Linked DNA regions of Ovis aries: region 2 is linked to region 1. Evidence: chromatin contacts called from public Hi-C data. All regions are on one chromosome and are shown on one strand. Each heading gives the region's core, a stretch centred on a gene start, on an enhancer-like site or on the middle of the called end of the contact. The rest is flanking DNA. Distances are from core to core; before and after follow the strand shown.

Evidence for each region. A called contact is a pair of places that touch in the nucleus more often than the background predicts.
Region 2: a contact with region 1 is called in a Hi-C map of tail adipose tissue, with 3 times the contacts expected there. The contact joins the promoter of RAC2 here to the enhancer-like site in region 1. A contact is called at or near these places in 8 of 16 Hi-C or Micro-C datasets (blood, liver, mixed tissues and 3 more).

The regions. Positions count from the first base shown.
Region 1 is chr3:181,198,691-181,205,536 of ARS-UI_Ramb_v3.0, forward strand. No RefSeq gene overlaps it. Among named protein-coding and RNA genes, the nearest start is that of IL2RB, 8.6 kb to the left of the region's middle. Within about 2 kb of position 4,136, at least 9 of the 54 cell types and tissues checked have an H3K27ac peak or open chromatin away from gene starts, as enhancers often do.
Region 2 is chr3:181,305,047-181,311,892 of ARS-UI_Ramb_v3.0, forward strand. It overlaps RAC2 (Rac family small GTPase 2), which reads right to left and starts at 3,990. Exons shown (of 7, transcript XM_060414176.1): 1 at 1-3,990.

The DNA.
Region 1 (6,846 bases), core at 2,886-5,385:
GCAAGGTGAGGCAGATCTGGCTACCACCTGGCCCAGGATCATACAGACAGACTGTGAAACCTTCCCCTGGCCCTTGATTCTTGGCATCCTGGTATGTGCGTCTCATCGCCACCTCAGGGATCTAAATAAGGTGGGACTGAGAGAAGAGAGGCAACCATATTTTGGCAGATTCTGAAACAACCACAATGAGGGTATAGAAAAGACCATGAGTCTCCTTCAGAACAAAGGGGCTGAACTGAGCCAGATGAGGGGGCGCTCTGGGCAAGTGCAAAGCCACGGAAGGTGTTGGGCCGGCATCGAGGATTCATGGAGAAGGGCCCCTCTGGGTGGCAATCTGGGAAGCATGCTGGTGGGAGGAGGCCCTGTCCTTACTCCCCCACACCTGCAGCTCGAAGCTTCCCCAGCTGTGTGCTCCTACAGGGGCTCTACCAAGTTTAATACAGGCTTCTCTTGACATCATTTTTACTCACTCAGGTTCGCAGGCCCACTCGAGGGCCACCCCAGCTGTATTGTAGCGATATCAGGGATCAAGTAGTTTTCGGACAATCGGCAATTCATTGCAATACATCCAACTCCCTTGGCCTCCCAACATCAAAGACTTTTCTTTCGGTGAGGGAGGTGGCCTTGTCTCCCCCTCACTGTGGGTTTGGGTTGGGGACCCCAACTCAGATGAAACAGGGGCCAGACAGGAACCCATGCTTGAGGCTGGCAGGAGGAAACCATGGTAAACTGGGGTCTCCATTGCTGTGGGATGGCAGATGGGAACGACGGCTCGATACTGCCAGGAAATTCTCAATTTTCACAAAAAGCAGAAAACTGAGAATTGTTTTTTTAAACGTGAAATTCTCTTACTTAAAATAATGGTCATTTATTTTAACTTCAACCCACAGCAAGACACCAACCACCAGGCCTGCCCCAGAGAGAACACGCTGCTGGCCACGAGGTGTGAGGAAGCCGACTTTAGGAGGGAGGAGTGGGGCTGAGGGCTGACAAGGACCCTCTGTTGGGGATGTTTCTTCTTAGGTACTGGCCGGATATTTATTTTTCATTGTGGTCACACTGCAGCTTTGCAAACCTTTCCTGTGTTTGCGGTGTTTACCTCTTTAGGAGCCCTGGGTCCCAAGCAACAAGCTCAAGCTTTACTTTCCCAGTCTCCCTTGCAACGGGGGCAGTGAGCACATGATCGGGCTCACCCATTCAGGAGTGTCTGCTGCAGACCTCCCTCGGGTTGGGAGCCAGGGATGCGGGTTAGGAGGCAGAGAACTCCAGGAGGCTGGTGAGGGTGACACAGAGCATTTCAGAAACTGTACCCCTCCAAGCCTGGTTTATAGAGATTCTTGAGCTGCAGAAGATCCTGAACCAAATGCTTTCCTAACGAAAGCGGCCAGGTGGGGTCTTTGGTTTGCATTTGATATTCCTGACTGACACAGGTGCTTTGAAGCCAGGCAGGGTGGACAGTCACTTAGCATGCAGATTAAGACTCAAAATCATCTTTAATTACTAGCCCCCCACCCCATCCCGGGACTTGGTGGCTCAGACAGTCAAGAACCCACCTGCAATGCAGGAGACCCAGGTTTCATCCCTGGGTTGGGAAGATCCCCTGGAGAAAGGAATGGCAACCCACTCCAGTATTTTCATCTGGGAAATTTCATGGACAGAGGAACCTGGTGGGCTGCAGTCCATGGGGTTGCAAAGAGTTGGACACCACTGAGGGACTAACACACACACACACACACACACACCATCCCACTCTTCATGTAGAGCTGACTAGCTAGGGTGATGGCAAAGTGGGAACCAAGTGAGAGGGCACAAGAGGAGTGTGTCTGTTGGGGTTTTCTCTCTGCTGGGGCCCTTGGAATAAAATCTGTGTTGTCATGCAGATCTGATGGCCAGGCGTGAGCACTAGCTCTTGAGGGCAAAACAGGAGGGTTTAAGACAAAAACCTGCCTTGTGTTCTCCAGTTGTAGGTGACTCTAGAAAGGCAGTCACAGCTGATGTCCTCCTAGCCGATTCCATGATTGAATGCCTGGGAGGCCCATGCACACTCAGTGAGCTGGCTGACATTGAATCTCTCTCACTGACTGGTTTCCACTTTGGGTGCTGGTTAATAAAGAGACAGCCTGCCGGAGGCCCCCATGTTTGGTGGGTGGCTGGTTTCACTTTCAGGATGAGTTAGACTCAACCCGTTGTGAATCCTCCCACTGCACAGAGTCACAAACCCACCCTGATTTGTGTGAACCAGATCAGCGCGAACCAGATCAGCGCATGCTCTGTTTACCAATTCCTCCTTCTCTAGGGAAGGCCTGCACCCCCTCATCCCTACCCGGAGGGAGTTTCTACCACGTGCCAGGGGTTCTGGGCAGGGCCAGGGCATGTGTGAGGGTGGCAGGGAGCCTCGAGCACTGGCTGACCCCCTCCCACATTCACGGGCCTCCTCACACTCTGCCCAGCAGTCAAACCACCAACATCCCCACCCAACACCAGGCTGGAGCTGAGAACACATGTATCTTCGCTATAATTCTGCTTCATTTCAGTCCTGTCCCTCCTCCCAGGCCAGGGCGCCTTCGAGGGGACACAGGCTGGGAATCTAGGGACCTGGGTCTGAGTTCCAGCAGCGGCCCCAACCCCCGAGTCACACGTCTTCCCCTGCGGTAATCACCATTCTGGGGCTGCAGACCATGGGAACAGGCTATGGCTAACTCGGGCAATAAAAAATGAAAGGATCTGGAGTGGTTCCCAAGACCAAGACCTCAGCGGAGCAGATTCCAGACCAGCTGCAGGGACCTGGCTGCGAAGATGCCTTCAAGGCACCAAACGCCAGCTGTTTCCTGGCCCCATTCCACTCCTCTTCAAAGAGTACCATTGGCTATGATGAGGTCAAATGGCCACCCCTTGGCTGGAGAGGTTGGATGGGGTACTTTGATTGACAGCTTGACCAAGATGTCATCTAATGCAGGTTAATCTCCAAAGAGAAATGAGTGATGTTACCAGAAACAGGGGGCCAGATGATGCTGAGTAAGCAAGAACCAAAACGGTCAGACCACTCCTCTCTGGGCCCAGCCTCCCAGCCCTACAAGGACAGGATCAGGTCAGACAGAATCTTCCAGGAAAGGCATCCTCTGACTGGGGGAATCCAAACCGGGCACCTTGCTTTCCTGCAGGGGTGGGGTGCAGGAGGGTGAAGGAGGAGCCACAGGGTGGTGGGAGAGGCTCTTTTCAGTCCTCAGAGGGGGCTTCTGGCATGAGGGTGCATCGCACACCCACCCTGAAGCCTCCCTATTTAAGAGAGAACCAGGCAGGGTCAGGGCAGCTGCCTGAGTGGGAAGGAGGGACGCTTACCTCCTCCCCTACATGGGGCTTAAACCAGTGACCTTGATCTCATGGGCCCCGGGGAGCTCATGAGCTAACTTGAAAGCAGCAAAGGATGAAGGGCCCCAGGCTGCATTACCCCATCTCAGGGCAAGGCCGGAGGAACGCTGTAACTAGCTCGTTCCTCAGGGCCTGGAGTTGGGAAATAACCTAAACTGGGACTTGGTCAGCAACCGGCTGTACTTGCCAGGAGGCCCTCGCCTGCTCCAGACTGAGGAAGATGATTTGTATACCCACTTTTCATGGGTCACCAGATGGCACCCCCTGGAAACAACCCTATTAGGTAGAAAACAAAGGCCTTGGGATGAAGGAGCCAAGGGAGGGGCAGGTCTCGAAGGCAGAGCTGAGTCAGATGCTCAGCCATCCAGGCCCCCAACACAGAGCTCTCTGTCTACAACCTCTTGGCTGACCCATCCCCCAACCTCCACCTCTTCAGAAGCACCCAGGAACCCCAGCCTCACCACCACTGTCCAAGCCAGGACTCAAGGACCAACCAGGCCTGGCCAGTGCACCAGAGTCCGGGCGGGGTAGGGGGGCCTGGGCAGAGCAAGGAGGGGACCAAGGGGCACGTCCATCGAGAGGATGTGGCCGAGGGCTTCGGGCCTGCGGTTCCAGGCAGAGCGCTGCTGGCCCCTGGCTGAAGTCACCTGTGCCCTTCCCGCAGGAAGCAGGGGGCGGCAGGAGCGGAGGGGGCAGGGGAAGCTGTGAGGTGTGTGGTTTAGACTGTGAAGCGCACACTGGGGTGAGCCCGGACACTCAAGTGGGTGGGCCTGGTGAGCTGCTTCTGCCACCAGGCCCTCTTCCTGTGTCTCTCTTCTCAGCTCTGTCCTGAAACCTGCCCACTAACACCTGTTCCTCCTCAGCGCCTTCAGCACAGACCACCAAGAAGGTTCAGAACAGCCCACCTCAGACAGAAGAGGCACCAGCATCACCAAGGCTCCAGAGGGCAGAGCACCGCGAAGGTACACTGAAAGAGGCCAGAAAGTCCTCAGAGCCTTCTCTGAGGTACCAGGCACCAGTGCTGACGATACTGCCCCAGTCCCTGCCATGCTCCAGGCCCTGTTCCTAGTTTATGGGTGTTAATTCCCGAATAGGCCAAGTGTGGTCAGATCCAACAGCACCAGCATCCCCAGGTGCTTGTCAGAAACGTGGTATCTCAGGTCCCACCCCAGACTGAATCTGAATCTGCATCTTAACCAGGTTCCCAGGTGATTTCTGCACACATGAAAGTTTGAGAAGCATCATATTAATTCATTTAATCCTGATAACAGCACTTGGTACCTCAGACAGTAAAGAAAGTGCCTGCAATGCAGGAGAACCGGGTTCAATTCCTGGGCTGGAAAAATCCTCCGGAGAAGGGAATGGCTACCCACTCCAGTATTCTTGGCTGGAAAATTCCACGGACAGAGGAGTCTGGTGAGCTACAGTCCATGGGGTCACAAAAAGTCAGACATGACTGAGCGACTAACACTTTCAGGTAGGTATTCTTACGATCCTCTTTTACAGATGAGGAAACTAAGGCACAGGTTAAATAGCTTGCCCACGGCCGCACAGCGGGGTTAGTGCCAGGGCTGGGACTTGAACCCAGACCATCTGGCTCCAGAGGACATACTCCTCACTGCTGGGAGGCCACTGCCTTCGGAACGAGGGGACCGTGGGGATTCCTGTCACTGCTGGCCATACGGCGCCTGTTCTATCTGTGCTGGCTTACCTTCCAGAACCCACTCCAGCCTTCCTGCTATTTTTCTGCCCTCCGCCTGTCTAGGGAGAGTCTGAATCATGGTTTTCTCAGGCATAGAAGGCAAGAACACCCACCAACTGCATGGACCATTCGTCAAGCATGTGTCCTACTGGGAGTTACGACCCTTACAAAAGATGCTCAGGATTCAAGTCTGCCTCCGAGAGTCCAGGGCCTAATAGAAGAGACAGAAGACAGGAATGGTCACATGGGTGAATAAGACTTATCTGGAGGTGTTCAGACACTCCCTGTGTGGCTGCCTCTTTAAGGCAGACCGCAGGGAGGAGGAAGTTTTGAGCCAGACCTTGAAGGCTGAAATACCTAACACAGGACAAGGGTCAGAGACCAGCTCGAGTGAAGGGGCAGAGGAGGGTGTAGATACAGGTGTCAAGTGGCCTGTGTGGCTGAAGTGGGTGCATGGAGCTTAGCTTAAAGCATCCCCCGCTCCAACCCTCAACTGATGCCCAGCTCCCCTCCACAGCCTCTCACCCAGAGTGCCCAGACTCCCTTGAATGCCCCGCTATGATGAGGAGACCACTGCTTCCTATAGCAGGAAGCCCAGGCCATCTCTGGTGTGCCCACAGATATGTTCATTCTAGCCGGCACACCTGTGTACAGGTAGATGTCCTTCAAGCACACCTGAGCCGTGCAGATCCAGCCGGTCCTGCTGCAACCTAGGAAGTAACAGATGCCTAAACACCCAAGACATCTGCTGTACTAGACAGGCCCCCACCCCTAGAGCCTTGAAGTCCTGGCTCCGTGGGCCTTAGCATCTTGACTCCACCCTGCTTGGAAGAACCCTGAGGCTGGCATGGCCGCACACACAGTAGGGAGCCCTCTGGATGGTGCTCCTTGCTGAAGGCGCTGAGCATGTGCAGGTAATAAACACAGCCTGCTTGTCCTGGGCTGGAGTGACGCTGACGTGAGGTCCCCCTACAATGCCGTTTAACACCCACTGCAGCCGCAGGACCTCCCTCCACCATGACTACCGCTAGACATGAGAACACCCAGGGCTCCCTCGTAACTGGGATCTGAGCTCAGATCGGTGACCCTAGCGTCGAGTTCTGAGCACCTGCACAAGATTCCTTCCCTCCTTCCCCTCGCTGCCCACCTCCCCTGCACTTGCCTCAGTACTTTGCACACAAAGGGCACTCAGTAAGTAATTGCTTTAGAACATTTGAGTTTAGGGACTTCCCTGATGGCTCAGTGGTTAAGAATCTGCCCGGCCATGCAGGAGATGGCCACACGCCATCCCACATGACAGAAGCCTGCATACGGCATGGGCCGCAAGGAAAGATCCCACGTGAGGCAGAAAAGATCCTGCATGCTGTAACTAAGACCCTACAGAAGTGAAATAATAAATAAATATTTTTTTTTGAGTTAGTAATCTTATTTTATTTTATTATTTTTTTTAGTTTTTTATTTTTAAATTTTAAAATCTTTAATTCTTACATGCAATAAACAAATATTAAAACAAAACAAAACAAAACAAAACAAAAACGAACACGGAGTTATAGGCCCAGAAGTTGCCACCAGGGGGCGATGCGTGCTGCTCCCCAGCCTCCACCTTGGAGGGAGGTGAGATGAAGGCAAGGAGAGTGGCCCAATGTGGACACTGGCTATTTCTGCCCTGAAGAGGGCAGGTGCCCACAGGACAAGACAGGGAAGCAAGCAGGGCCCGTCAATTCCAGGCAGGCGGCATGAGGGGAACCCAAGGAAAGAGAAAGCCAAGAGAATGA
Region 2 (6,846 bases), core at 2,740-5,239, 110 kb after region 1:
CCAGCAGCCTCCAGGGGGCAAGTCCAGGGCCCAGGGAGGGGATTTTGCGTGGGAGATTCCCCACAAAGCCCCGGATGCAGAGCACAGACCCCTTTCTTCATCAAGTGCTCTTCTTCTGCCCCTGGATCAGGTTTTGTGTCCCAGACACACCCAGGACCGAGCACAGCCAGGCCACTCTTGCTTCCCAGCCCTCAGACCCCAGAGGCCTCCCCGCATACCCTACATACCTCCGATTGATGGTCACTGAGAACTGCCCCTCCAGCCCTGGCTCCCCGGCCAGGTCACCCTCCTCTCGTTCACACTTCTGGTCCTGGGGTGCTGTCTTGACCTTTCTCTTACACCCCCTGGAGTCATCTCAGCCCTCTCTGGGTTCTATCACTGTCCCCAAAATAGGACCCCTGGATCTCGCTCCCCTGCCCACTGGAGGGGCTCCCCTGCCCCCGCAGATGGCCCACTGGTCCCTCCAGCCCCACAGCTTCCCCTGTCTCCCATCCCATTACAACACAACTATCCTAAACTGGGGCCTAGACAGCATCACTGCTATGCTTTTAAACTTTTTTGTTATTTTAATCTTTTGACATTACCTCTGAATGAGTAATACATTCACATGGTCTAAAACCCAAAAGGCACACAAGAACTGACCACGACAAGTCACGAAGAAGCCTGTCTTCTAGCCCAGCCACTCAGTCTCCTCCTAGAAAACCACCTTCATCGCCAATGTCCTTTGTGTCCTTCCGGAAGTATCCCGACAGAAAAAGGCGTTCATTATTTCCTTTATCTCACCCGCAAAGGGAGCACACGAGGCCTGGTGTCTCACACGTAGCTGGTTTCCATTTATTATTTACCTTCGAGTTTGTTCCGTAATTGCAGATAAAGAGCTTCCTCATTCGCTTTTGCCGCTGAACAGAATTCCATTGTTTCACGTGCTGGAGTTGGTCTGATCACTTCCTACTGAAGGATGGCTTGGTTTTCCTCAGCCTGTTTGCCCTCCAGCCGTGCTGCCCCGTATTACAACGTGCACACACCGTTTGGTCAGGTGTGAGTGTCTGAAGACTGCTGGGTGCTAGAGCTGCCGTTTGTCTCAAATCCCCTCCTGGGCTGTGTCAGCCATCCTCCCAGCAGCGGGGCATGAAAGCTCTTTTCTCCTCGTTCTCATCAATAGTCTTCTAGGTGCCTTTCTTATGTTTGATATTCCAAGAAGCCAAAAAAAGAGAAAGCGATGGCATCTTAATTTGCATTTCTTTTAACACGAGCGGGCATTTTTTCACAGCGTTGAAAGCCATCTGCATTTCCCTTTTCTGGGCATTGTGTTTTCATGCCCTTTGCCCATTTGCTTATTCTGGCTTGGTCTTTTTCACTGATTTTCATTTTAGGGAAATTAGTTCTTTGTCACATGGGTTACAACCACATTTACCCAGATTGTCACCATGTTATTAATAGTGGCTTGAACCAAGCAGACTTCTTCAGAAGCATGTCATTCAGTCTGTCTTTTCTTATCTGGCTCCTAGTTTCTTTGTAATTCTTAGAAGGGCCTCTGCCCTCCTGAAATTGCGTTTCTAGAGCCTTCTCTGGTTTCTCCTTGCTGTCATGATCTCGGTTTTACATTTGGCTAGTTGACACATCTGATATTATCACACTGTACCATATAAGGTACCACTCCTACCTTATTCTTTCCAAATGGCTACCCCCCTCTTTCCTTTTTCTTTTTTTGGCTGTGCTGGGTCTTCACTGTGGCATGCAGTCTTCTCTTTGCAGAACACAAGCTCCAGAGCATGCAGGCTCAATAGTTGTGGCTCACAGGCTTAGTTGTTCCAGCATGTGGGATCTTAGTTTCCCGACCAGGGATTGAACCCATGTCCCCTGCATTGGAAAGCAGATTCTTAACCACTGAACCACCAGGAAAGTCCTAGATGGCTGTCCCTTGACCAACACCATCTACCCCAAGAGTGTATCTTCTCCCCATTGCCTGAAGCGACCTTCATCTCATGCTACCTTCATACATAGGTTTAGTTAGCCTTGAACTGGGCAGCATTCCTGGGCTTTCCCTCCTCTCCGTCCAGCATCCAGGGCCTTGAGGGTTCTCCCTCCTGAATAGTTCCCCCTCCTTCTCTCACAGTCCATCTCACAGCCTGGCTCAGAACTCACCGTTTCTCTCCAGAGGTGTTCCGGTGTGTCAGTATCAGTGCTAGGGGGAGGTTTCTGGCATGTCAGTGGGAACCTGTTTCCCCCAGAGAAGGCCCACTCCCATCTGGTTAGGGCAGGAGGGTCTCGATGCTGGTCCCCACACACCTTCACCCTCTATCACCACCAGGCCAGACCCCAGAGGCCCTCCACTGCCCGCTCAGAGTGGTCTTGCACCCACCATTCTCCCTGCCCGAAATCGCTGCTCCTCCTCCCGCCAGGCCAGATGCTATGTCTCCCCAAGACTCTGCACTGCGCGTTCCCTGCCCTCAGCTCCCACCACTCACCTCTCCACTCCTCAGCTGCCGCCACTCACCTCTCCACTCCTCAGCTCCCGCCACTCACCTCTCCACTCCTCAGCTGCCGCCACTCACCTCTCCACTCCTCAGCTCCCGCCACTCACCTCTCCACTCCTCAGCTCCCGCCACTCACCTCTCCACTCCTCAGCTGCCGCCACTCACCTCTCCACTCCTTAGCACAGCCCCTGCCTTTACCATGAGCAGATAGGAGCAGGGACCACCCCCATCCTCCAGTCGGCCTGCCTGTCAGCCTTCAGGCCCCACATGAACCACACGGGACAAACCAAGGCACAGAGACCCCTTGGCTCCGAGCCCAGAGGCCAGGAGTCTTGGGGCAGCTTCTGCTCCATCCGCTCTCAGCGTTCCCTCCTCCCACACGGACCCCCAGCCATTGAACCGCATCACTCTCACCTTTTTCCTTGTGCCCTTGCTATGGTCAGTTGTCCAGCTCTGCCTGCTCTCAGGTGGGTGAGCTGGAGCCCTAACCCTAAGCAGGGAAGGGGAGGGAAGACACCTTCATCAGGCCCTGGCCTGGGGGGTGGGGAGGACCCTCCCGGACTGCAGGTCACCTGTACCACTCCAGGCTGACATGCGCTACTCAGTGCATATTCAACAACCTGCTGGGCACCGGGCCCTGGGGACATGGCCGTGGAAAAGGCCGAGACTCTGCCCAGGGGAGCTCAGAGCCGGCAGGGACACGGACTATAAAGAATATAATAAGTAGAATGAAATACAGGTGGTGAAAGTGCCCTGAGAAGATAACAAAGGAGGCTGGGGAGAAAAGAATGACACAGAAGGGCAGAGGCAGACTCAGTCTGACTAGAAACCAGGCTGAGTTCTCAAAGATCGAAGGCTGAGCACTGCAGGAGGGACCTGCCGAGGGCAAAGGTGGGGAGGAGCTCGAAGTGTTCTCAGGCGCAGCAAAAAGGCCCGTGGAGCTTGAATGAAGTGCACTAGGCCAAGTGGCCAGCAGGCCGACAGGCGCCAGGCACGACTGTGCAGGCAATCTGTGAACAGGGAAGCCACGGGAGCCACATCAATATGGGCCCCTCTGGTGGCCATGTGAGGAATAGAGCATTGTAGAACAGGGGCAGAAGCTGGGAGACTCTATCATCACAGAAATGTCCGCGTGAGACAGGATTGAGGCTAGGACCACCAAGGTGGTGGTGGAGAAGCTGTAAAGTGGCTAGACCCAAGATATATGCTGTGCGGTCTACAGGCTGATGGAGTCAAGGACGGTGCCAGTTTCATTCTTAGCAACTTGGCAGGTAGACGTGCCATTTAACCAGGAGGGGATGATGGTGGGAGGAGAGGGTTTGCAGGATGGGGAATTCAGGCTTCCATTCTGGAAATTTCGGTTGAGAAGACTATTGGACATGAGAATGTCAAGTATGGAGTTGGATGATGTGCCTGGAGCAGGGGAAGGAGCCAGACTAGAAATATAAGCGTGGAAAATCCCTCTTACCATATACTTGTCACTGAGTATGAAATATCTTGGGAGAGGGAGAGATATCTGTCCCCTCTCCAGGCTTTCCCAGACCCACCCTCACCCAGCTTCGGCCTCCTGCCCTGGCCCCACTTCTTGTCCTCCCTTCCACACCCCAGACAGCAGCTTATTCTCAGATTGCTCTTCCTGCTCAAGTTACCCAAAGCACCCTTAATTTCTCCCTACTTTGTTCTCCCAACCACACACTGGCTGCCTGCCTACCTCCCTACCCTCCACCCCCTACCCAGCCCATTCATGGGCTGCACACAGTGGTTGGAGAAAGTCCACTGGGGCAACTTCAACTTCAGTTTTGGCAAGGCACTGAGGTCTCAGCCATCCCCTTACTGAGCCCTTGAGGGCGCTCTTTCACACACGCCCGGGGCCCTCTGACCATCACCTATTCAGGAACCACACACCTTCTCCTTCAGTAGACCTCAACTCCCAACTCACTCTAACCCAGCCAGAGATGGGTCCTCCTCCAACTTCCTTCTCCCCCGACTCACGGACCTGGAGTCAGCTGTGTGATCACGCCCACCCCCTTCACTTGCTGGAGAGCCATGAGCACGTGGCCAGTGATGTGAGAGCCAAAGGACACTCCTAAATCCCCGGGAGGCTGAGGCCGCCCGGCCAGGTCTCCCTCTTCATCGTCTGTCCCTCTGCTCGCCTCTGGGATGCTGCTCTGATCTTTCTGCAGCATCTCCAGCTGCTTTCCCACATCCACCCCTTCCCACACCGAGCCTCCCAACCTAGGGAGGAACAGTCCTGGGGCTTTGCCTGTGTTCCCCCAAGCTTCTACCCCCCTATCCAAGCCATCTCTTGGCCTTACCTCTTAGGAAACCCCTCACCCACTGCAATCTGGTTTTTCTGTGGCCCACCTGTAGCAAGACCAGACCCCAGACGTCAATACACAAAGATGAGGTGTCCAGGGACTAGGCCTAGAAGGGCTGGAGACAAGAGACCCCAGTGAGCCAAAGACACACTTGGGAGCTAAATCTACACACTCAGGCTCTCCCGCAGCACTGTACTTCTGGAGACTGGCCTGCATCTATGTATTAGGCCATGTTCTTCAAAGGCACCAATGGAGCTCCAAAACAGATCGCCCCTCGCCACCCCTCCATTGAAACCACTCTCTCAAAGGTCATTGGGGACTTCCAGATTCCTAGACCCAAGGGCCACTTCTTGATCCTGTATCAGTCATATTTTCGTGCAGAAACTAAAACCACACTAGTTATCTTCAGTAGAGAGGGATTTAAGGTGGAGAATTGGGTGCTTTGAAAAATCACAGGAAGTACTCTGTGAGTGGGCGGGCCTCCAGGAACCACTCCTTGAACACCGCAGAACTGACCAAGGGAGCTGCAGCCGAGGCCACGAGCAGGACAGAAAAGCACAGTGAGGGGAGGGGAAGAGAAGGCAAGTGGGCTCACCCAGGACTCCATCACAGGCTCCGTTCTCCCAGCCTGTCTGCATCACTTGGCTGCACTCCCTGCCCTTTTAAGCATACTTGCTTCACATTTACTTGGCTTCCTTTGCCCGAGCTCCTGGTGTCTACAGACTCCACTCTGTCGCAGGTAACAGAAACCCAGCAGCAGGGCCTTGATCAGGTCGGTTAGTCAGTCAGTTCAGTCGCTCAGTCGTGTCTGACTCTTTGCGGCCCCATGGACCACAGCACGGGCCTCCCTGTCCATCAGCAAGTCCCGGAGTTTACTCAAACTCATGTCCATTGAGTCAGTGATGCCATCCAACCATCTTATCCTCTGTCATCCCCTTCTCCTCCCGCCTTCAGTCCTTCCCAGCATCAGGGTCTTTTCAAATGAGTCCGTTTGATCAGGTAGGGGGCCTTATTGCCTATTCAGCAAAACGTCGGGAAGAGGCCGCCCAGGCCTGAAGCAGCGGTCCTGTGATGCCGTCGGGAGTCTCGGCTCTGCCGGTGTCTTGGTCCCATCATTCTTAGCGCTTGTCATGTATCTCCAGCTTGCTGCTGCGTATCTGCCAGATGGTGGCCACACACTCACCCCCCTGCCCTAGCCTGACAGGCACATTCCAAGCAGCAGGAAGGCGGAAGGGCAAAGGACCCCAAACTCATTCTCTTAATGAGAATTTCCTTTTACTCAGGAAGGAGCACCCTTCCCCAGGAACTTCCTTATTGGTCGTAAAATGTCACATGGCCACCCTTGGCTCGGGAATAATAATTTAGCTTTCCAGACTCTGTCCCAGAGGAAGGAAAGGGGAAGATGGATTGGGAATAGTGTTGAGTGAGACAATTTTTAATGTTTGCCATAGCCAAAAAGGGAATTATTCATGGTTGTTCAGGCTTCAGGCAAGGATGGGTCCAGAAGCTCATATCATGTCATCCGTGGGGCCGGCCTCAGTCGTGTCTGACTCTTTTCGACCCTTTGGCCTGTCAGTTTCCTCTCTCCATGGGATTTTCCAGGCAGGAATACTGGAGTGAGCATCTCTGCCTCCAGGGGATCCTCTGGCCCCAGGGATTGAACCCACATCTTCTGTGTCTCCCGCACTGGCAGGTGGCTTCTTTACCATTGCATCACCTGGGCGCCCTCGTAAGACATCATCCAGACTCAATCTTTCTTGCTCTGCATCTCCCCACTCCCCACCCTCTGCTTCGGCTTAATTCTCAGGCTCCTTCTGGTGGTACAAGAGGCTCCAGATCTGTATCATCTACCCAGCTAGAAATCACACCTGAAAGTTTTGTTTTCCTCCTTGTTCTGGCAGAAGTCCCAGGACTGAATCTCACTGGCCCTACTTCAGTCATGGGACTACTGCTGAACCAGTCACCACAGCCAGGGGATGGAATATTATTAGCTGCACCTGGGTCATGCCTTCTCCATCTGCCTCCTGGAGCTACGGATGAGGTCAGCCTCA